Regions from separate parts of the Delphinus delphis genome. Here region 2 is linked to region 1. The links are chromatin contacts, called in public Hi-C maps. All regions are on one chromosome and are shown on one strand. Each heading gives the region's core, a stretch centred on a gene start, on an enhancer-like site or on the middle of the called end of the contact. The rest is flanking DNA. Distances are from core to core; before and after follow the strand shown. Region 1 holds the start of NUP54 (nucleoporin 54). Region 2 holds the start of SDAD1 (SDA1 domain containing 1).

The links. A called contact is a pair of places that touch in the nucleus more often than the background predicts.
Region 2: a contact with region 1 is called in a Hi-C map of lung, with 11 times the contacts expected there. The contact joins the promoter of SDAD1 here to the promoter of NUP54 in region 1. A contact is called at or near these places in 2 of 3 Hi-C or Micro-C datasets (lung and muscle).

Annotation. Positions count from the first base shown.
Region 1 is chr5:46,748,886-46,752,757 of mDelDel1.2, forward strand. It overlaps NUP54 (nucleoporin 54), which reads left to right and starts at 1,648. Exons shown (of 11, transcript XM_060012337.1): 1 at 1,648-1,756. The coding sequence starts at 1,690.
Region 2 is chr5:46,950,064-46,953,935 of mDelDel1.2, forward strand. It overlaps SDAD1 (SDA1 domain containing 1), which reads left to right and starts at 1,725. Exons shown (of 22, transcript XM_060012346.1): 1 at 1,725-1,897. The coding sequence starts at 1,808.

The sequences.
Region 1 (3,872 bases), core at 398-2,897:
ATTTTAGAAAGGGTGATCAGGGATGGCTTCCTACTGAAGAAATAGTCATCCATTCTTTTCCATCTGAGATGGTTCTCCCCTTCCATCCATAATTTCTGTGATTTGGCTCAGCTGCTGCTGCTTCTTTCTCGCAGGCTCTCTTGAGGGCTGTCTCCTCTGGTCTAATTACTGATGCTCAGCTGCATCTTCTCACTTGATCCTCTCTCCCTGACAATCTCATTGGCACCCAGGCTTCAATTACACCCCAAACGTGGGCCTCTCTGTTCCACCTCAGTCCCACATATCCAAGCCCAGCTGGATATCCTCAGCCAGGTTGTCCTCAAATCCAGTAAGTAAAGAAAGGAACTCATTTCTTCTTGTCTCCCTCCCAAATTCCAATGACATCACAGTGTACAGGCCAGGAACCAGGGACCCTTGCTAGACGCCTCTTTGCCTGCCTCTCCACACCCCATCAATCATCAAGTCCACCTGCTCCCCAGTCTTCATGCCTGCTGTCCTCATCCGTATATCAGCGTTCTCACTGGGACTTCTGCAATGACCACTATTAGCATTATTTAATTGTATGAGTAGGTAACCCATTTACATTTTCAAAAACTAAACGGGCTTTATACTGCAAAGTCCTCCCTCCACCCATCTTCTTGCCACCCAATTCATCTTCTCAGAGGCAACCGATGTTATTCATTTTGAAAATGTATCTTTCCAGGAATATTTCATACAAATATATGTAATTACATATTCTAGCCCTCTTTTTTTTTCCCACCCAAATTGTAGCATTTAGAACACATATAGTGTTCTAAATTGTGTTTATATAATTTACCTTTGAGATCTTTCTTTTCAGTACATAAAGAGCTTTACTTGGCTGAATAGTATTCCTTTGTATGAATGCAACTATTTAAGCAAAACACTGTTTCCTATCATTTGTTATTATAAATAAGACTGTAACCTATAACCTTGTATTCCATTAATTTTGCCAAATCATTTACAAGATAAATTCCTAGAAGTAGCATTGCTAGGTCCAAAGACAATTTTAATTTCGATAGACACAATGACTTTGTTTTTATTTTTATTCAAGTTACAGAAGCACATAGATTTAAGAAGCAAATAATTCTACAAAGTGTCTACCAAGAATTCTACAAAACAAAAAACAAAAAACCTAAATGGACATCATTCTCAGAGGCACTTCTTTTAGCCTTCTTCTTTTTTCTTTCTTTCTTTCTTCTTCTTTTCCCCACCATTACCCCATGACTTTAAGTGACATGCTGCTTCGTGAATTTTCGGTTTTAGTGTTATCCACTGTCTCTCCACTATGGAGAATAAGGATTTAGCTTTCTTTCCTACCCTGTCTTCATTGGACACTGGTATTCAGCCTGCTGCACATCTTTTCCAAGGGGCCTCCCTAAAGCAAGTTTTTAAGGGCTCTCAGGCGGCACGCCACGGCGAGCTTCCCAGAATCTCACATTGGTTGCGACGCTCCACACCACGTGAATCCACTGACCCCCGGAAGCAAGCCAGGCCGGGGGCGTTCCCTCTCCACGCTCCACCCCCTACGCCTTTCAGGCGTTCCGGCTTCTTCGGCTAGGCCAGAAAAGAGGCGGAACTCCGAGATGCGGGTGTGGTTTCCCACCGGATCGAAGAGCGGAGTGCACCGAGTGCCGCGGGAGCAGCACCCAGGTCCCCTGCTCCCGCGACATGGCCTTCAACTTTGGGGCTCCCTCGGGCACCTCTGGTACAGCTGCAGCCACCGCGGCCCCCGCGGGTGAGTCCCCCAGACCTTCTCCCGGGGAGGAGGGAAGGCCTTTGGTCCAGCCCTTCGGTCCGAGACTCTTCGGCTTGGGGATCCTGGGGTCTCCTGCCCGCGCGGAGACTTTAGGGGCTTCGGTAAAGGGCGGGCGGCAGCAGAGCGGGCGGAGGCGGCTCCTGAGGAGGCCGCGGGGAGAATGGAGGCCCAACCCGGAGCTCGCGCGCTGCGGGTGGGTCGCCGCAGGGCCCTCTCCTCCTAGGGCTCGTTTCCCGCCGCCTGGGAGTCGGACTCGGAGAGACCGGAGGCGGCTTCTCTCACCCTTTGCCGGAGACCCATCCTTCCCTCCCCAACTCTACTCACCCCTCCCCACCTCAGCGTCCGGGACGGGCGCGAACGCTCGCTTGGTTCCCGCCGCTGGGCTCGGCGAGGACAGGGCTGGGGAGCCTTGGGCGCTGCTCTGCGGCTCCCTCGGCCCTGGCCCCTTCGGTTCTTGCTGCGGGACTACACGCTCCTGTCCTCCTTCCCGTCCCCGCCTCCTCGGCTTTCTTAACTCGTTTGGAGCAAAGTCAGGGTTTGTCTTTGTTCACTTCTTTGAAACCTCCTGCAAACTCTTCTAATCCTTACCTTGCTTTCTTTTCTTTTCCTCTTTCTTCTTCCCCCCCCTCCCCCTTTTAAAATTCTGTTTGTTTCTTTGCCTACACGCCTATCAGGATTTGGTGGGCTTGAGACTGCCAACTCCACCGCCAGTGGGTTTAATTTTGGGGGTTTCGGATTAACTGCTAATCCTGCAGTGAACTTTAATATTGGGAATTTCGGTGTTTCTACTACCTCGGCGACTCCGTTCAATTTTGGTAACAGTCTGGCAAGTGCAGGTAGATATGCGGGTCGTCTGTGTAACGAATGTTGGGAGCTGGAGTCCAAGAATATTTTGTGGTTCCAGAGTTTGGGAAAGAACAGCGACTTGTCTAACAAGGAAAGGAAATTCATTTCCTAATGTCGAGTCAGAAACATTTGTACCAACTTTTGACACTCTTAAAAGATTTGGTTTGGGGAAGTCTTGCAAGTTATAAAGTTCCTTTGTTAAATTTGCATTTAATTGAACAGAATATACCTTCCAAGTGATAAGTATTTGGAATGGATTTTTATTTTGAGTAGAATATATCTTCCAAATTATTAGATATCTCTTTCGAAGTATAAGCTCAACAGTCAGGCCCCTTTTCCTGGAATTCTTGGACTCCTGCAGTCATTTTTTTCCATTTTTCCTGCATCTTTCATTGGAATTTCATTTGATTGTCCTTGTGTTTCCTGAGAGAAACAAGTCTTATACGAACAGCAGCAACCTGTCTTGTTTTTAACCTGTACGATAATAATAATGTGTTTCTTTGGCCAACTGAGCAGATTAGGATACATTTCTATAAGATAACGCAATTATAGAAAGAATCCCCAGTTCTTTACTGGAATTTTTGAGAAATGATCAGAGAGAGCAATTTAATTTATTGTCAGATAGCATTAGCTTCTAAAAGATAGGTTAGATGTCTTTGTACTCAAAAAGGTAATTATGAAGATTCTGGTATCTATATGGATTGTTTGAAGCTCGTTGGAAATTCTGCAAAACACAAACTATAACGTGTGCGTGTGTGTGTACATATATATATATATATATATATATATATATAAATTTAAAATAGGTCTATGTGTACCTTGCATACAGTGACCCTATAGAAAAGCCTTGCTCCTCAGCTGCTCGTATATGAATTTATTATTCATATTCTCTTACATATGCCACTTATGCCCATGCCAATTATATGCATTTGGTAAGCATGATTTATTCCCTACGACATACTTGGGAAGTCTGGCATTTTGTGCAGTTACTTGTTACTGCAGTGTGAATATGACCTTGGCAATCTGATTCGAAAACGTTTTGAAGAATACTTGAAGTTCCAAAGATTAAACAATCCGTTATCACTAAGGTATATTTAAAGTGATCACATATCACTGTTGTTTGGTATGTTTACTTTTCCCTGTTTGCTTAAAATTGGCACTGGGTAAAACAGAAACATTATTTTGAAGTTTGTGTTTCCGACCAAACCCACCCAGCTCATAATTCAACAGTAATAAATAAACCTGTTGG
Region 2 (3,872 bases), core at 475-2,974, 200 kb after region 1:
TTTTGTTTTGAGGATGCTTTTTTTCTTACTAATGCAACCAACCAAAAACAATGTTTTTAATTTAAATCTGTGAAAGGGTTTAAAAAAGAGATTTATTGCTTACATTTACTTCTTAATAATTTCATGAGTACCTGATTCAATGATTAATAAATAAAATAGTCATTCTCCAAATGTGGCAGAAAAACTAATAGTGGTTTGCACAGTGTGCTTGAATTTGCTTGTGCCTAGATGTGGTTACAGAGTTGCCTTGTTTTTGGCTCATTCTGACCTGGCCACAGATGACCTGGACTGAAGTCGGTGTTGTGTTAAATTGCTGTTAAGCAGGGGAATACCATGGTTCATCTACAGATGCCAGACCAGCTTACTAGCTTACAACTGTTAGGCTACATTTTTCTTTCTCATGTGTTTATAATCAAGACTGCCTGGATTGAAATCCCAGCTTCCTCACCTGCTATGAACTTAAGCAGTCAACTTGTCTGAACCTGTTTCCTCATCTGCAAAGTGCGGATAATTATAGTACCTATTTCAGAGGGCTCTTCTCAGGATTAAATACAAGTGAAGGGCTTGAAACAGAGTGAGGGATCAAGCGTCTCTTTATATTAACAACACTCTATTTCATTAATTCATTCTCCACATATTTATTTTTGCACACCATGAAACCGTGGAAATGTATTCTCTTCAAATGACCAGGATCTGAATTTAAAACTCTGGCTGAACAGCACTTACAAAGGTTATAACAATAGTTGGCTTTTAAATTCATTTGCATTTTAAAACAACCAACATGACTACATTTTATTCAGTTCACACCCTTTTCCCTTGGTTACATTGGGTTGAAACAATTAAAAACAACACAAGAACAGCTATTTAAAATATACAAGAAGGGCTTCCCTGGTGGCTCAGTGGTTGAGAGTCCACCTGCTGATGCAGAAGACACGGGTTCATTCCCCGGTCTGGCAAGATCTCACTAAGCCGCAGAGCAGCTAGGCTTGTGAGCCGTGGCCGCTGAGCCCACGTCCGGAGCTTGTGCTCCGCAATGGGAGAGGCCACAACAGTGAAAGGCCCACGTACTAAAAAAACAATAAAATATACAAGAAAACTAATTTATGCCCCTCATTGACCTTTTTCCCCCTCTCCAAAATTGGATAGTGCTATCAACTCCCCAGGGATATTTTTAGCGTCTAACTTTAGGCTGTGAGTTTTTTTGTTTTTTGTTTTTTTTGCGGTACGCAGGCCTCTCACTGTTGTGGCCTCTCCCGTTGCGGAACACAGGCTCCGGACGCGCAGGCCCTGCGGCCACGGCTCACAGGCCCAGCAGCTCCGCGGCACGTGGGATCCTCCCGGACCGGGGCACGAACCCACGTCCCCTGCATCGGCAGGCGCACTCTCAACCACTGCGCCACCAGGGAAGCCCTAGGCTGTGAGTTTTTTAATAAAAACTATTAATTCTCATCTGTCTGTTTCATAAGAGTGTCAGGATGATGAAATAAACTAATGTGTGTGAAAAAAGTCTTTGCATTTCAGACTATTTCAGGAACGCTAGACAGTAGCAGCGGTTGATCGAGGAAAAAAGCAAAAACCTCGTAAAAACCACTATAGAGCATTTCGCCGTGAGAGTAAGTTTGACACTCTGAGGCTCCCGTAGTCCAGCTCGCTTTAAGCGCCAAGATGGCGCCGCCGGCCGAACTACCCATGTGCTGTTTCCGGTCGTACTCGGAAGTACGACTCCCAGCCGTAGCTGGGACTCTCGGCAATTGCCAGCGGTGTGGGTTTTTAAAACTGCTCGTCGCGGAGCCAGTCAGCAGCTAACATGTCTAGCAGAAACAATAACAAGCTGCCCAGCAACCTGCCGCAGTTACAGAATCTGATCAAGCGAGACCCGCCGGCTTACGTGGAGGAGGTAGGAATGCGGCGCGGTGAGGCTAGAAGCCGGGACGCGGCTGGTTGAGACAGTGGCTGGAGGGAGGCGTGGAGTGGAGCAGGGATCCTGGCTCGCCTCGTGTTCTGCTCTTAAGTTCAGGGGTTCCTCGAGAGGAGAAAAGGGGTTAAGGGAGAGACATGCCACAGGGTTCGTTCCCCACCTTTTGAAATCTGCTGCCCGTCTGGGTTTTCTGCCTGCTCCATAGACCCTGCTGCCACAGAAACACCATTTAAAAGACCTCATTTTTGCTTTAGGGGTTATCTCCCGATGTCACTGAGGTCGAGAGACAAATGGTCCACCCCCAACCTCTGACTTCCAGACAGGTTTCTCAAGGCTTTTCTTTTCTGAAACCCCTAAATGGAATTAGTCTGTAACAGTGGATGAAACTTTTGTTTAGATTGTTTTCCTCCGACGTCTGTTTCCGGGAGCCCGCGCTCTGTTCCATGGACTGTGTTGGGAAGGAGGGAGTATTCTCAAGTATAAGGGACAGACATAAGAGCTTAGTATTATCTAGTTAAAAAACAGGATTCAGTCTCATCGGAAGCTGGCATGACCTGGGTGTGAGAATTTACGTCAGGAAAAGATGAAGTTGAAAATTAGATTAGGTCCAGACCGTGAGGGGCTTTGTATACTGACCTCATACAAATTGTGAACATTAAAGGTGTTTGAGCTGAGAAATGACAAAATGAAAGTGATGATTTTGCTACATTATTTTGGCAAGTGCTTTCTTCAGACACCCATTTTTCTGATCGGCATTAAACAGGTATTTGCTTCAGTTACTTGTATGTGCAGATGGCTAACACAATTATTCATCTTTTGATTGCCCTTCTCATTTCCCTCCTCCCCCAGATTTTCACATAGAAATATTTATGTGAATACATTTTAACAAATAGCGGTCTCAGTGGTTTAGGTCACCAGTAGAGAGAGACTTTCCAAAGATTCAAGAGAGTGGAAACAAAGACTAAGGAACAAATACAAGAAGTTAAGTAATATAGGTGAGGCTTTGAGATGTGTAAAGCACTGTAAACCATTAGCCAAAGTAATAGCTGAGAGTCTGTACAGCGCTGTATTTAAAAGCAATGGTTTCAAAACTTAACTCCGTATCCCGGCCCAACTGTTGACCAATTGTGTGACTAGAGAGGGTTAACCACTTGAGCCTACGTGTATTTTAATTTGTGAGAAGGAGATAATACCTACAGAGGATTACTGTTTCATTCACTTAACAAATATTTTTGCAAATTCACACATATTGTACCTCAATTTGGAGCTCACTGAACCAGTTAGGGCTGGTAATATAAAGAAATACTCATTCTTGGGACTTCCGTGGTGGTCCAGTGGTTAAGACTCCACGCTCCCAATGCTGGGGGCCTGGGTTCAATCCCTGGTCAGGGAACTAGATCCCACAGGCCACAACGAAGCTCCCACATGCTGCAACTAAGACCTGGAGCAGCCAAATTAAACAAAAAAGAAAGAAAGAAATACTCATTCTCCTTCTGAGTGTCTCTCTCTCCCCCTCCCCTTCCCTTCCCCCTCTCCTCCTTTCTCCCTATCACTCTATCTAACACATATACACATAGTTTAAAGCCATGGCCTAGGCATGAGAGTGGCTGTAGGGTGTGGAACTGAGGCCTTGTGAGTTCCAACATTAGATTGTTGGGTTGTTGTTAGGATTAAACATAATTAAATGAAATAATGTACATGATGAGTTTGGCACGTAGCAAGTGCTGAATAAATGGAAACTATTATTATTTCTGTGTGTCTGTTGCTTTTGCCTGTTAACACATCTTATCTAGAACTCCAGGATAAAATCATAATTATTATTTAAAAGAAGGGGAATTTTGACTGGAGAGCTTTGTGTACTTGAATTATAATTTACATTTTCTGACTCACATATTTCTGCAGATATTAGTGCTCTATATACATGGACAATATAGTAGGCGGTCATTTAGATAGT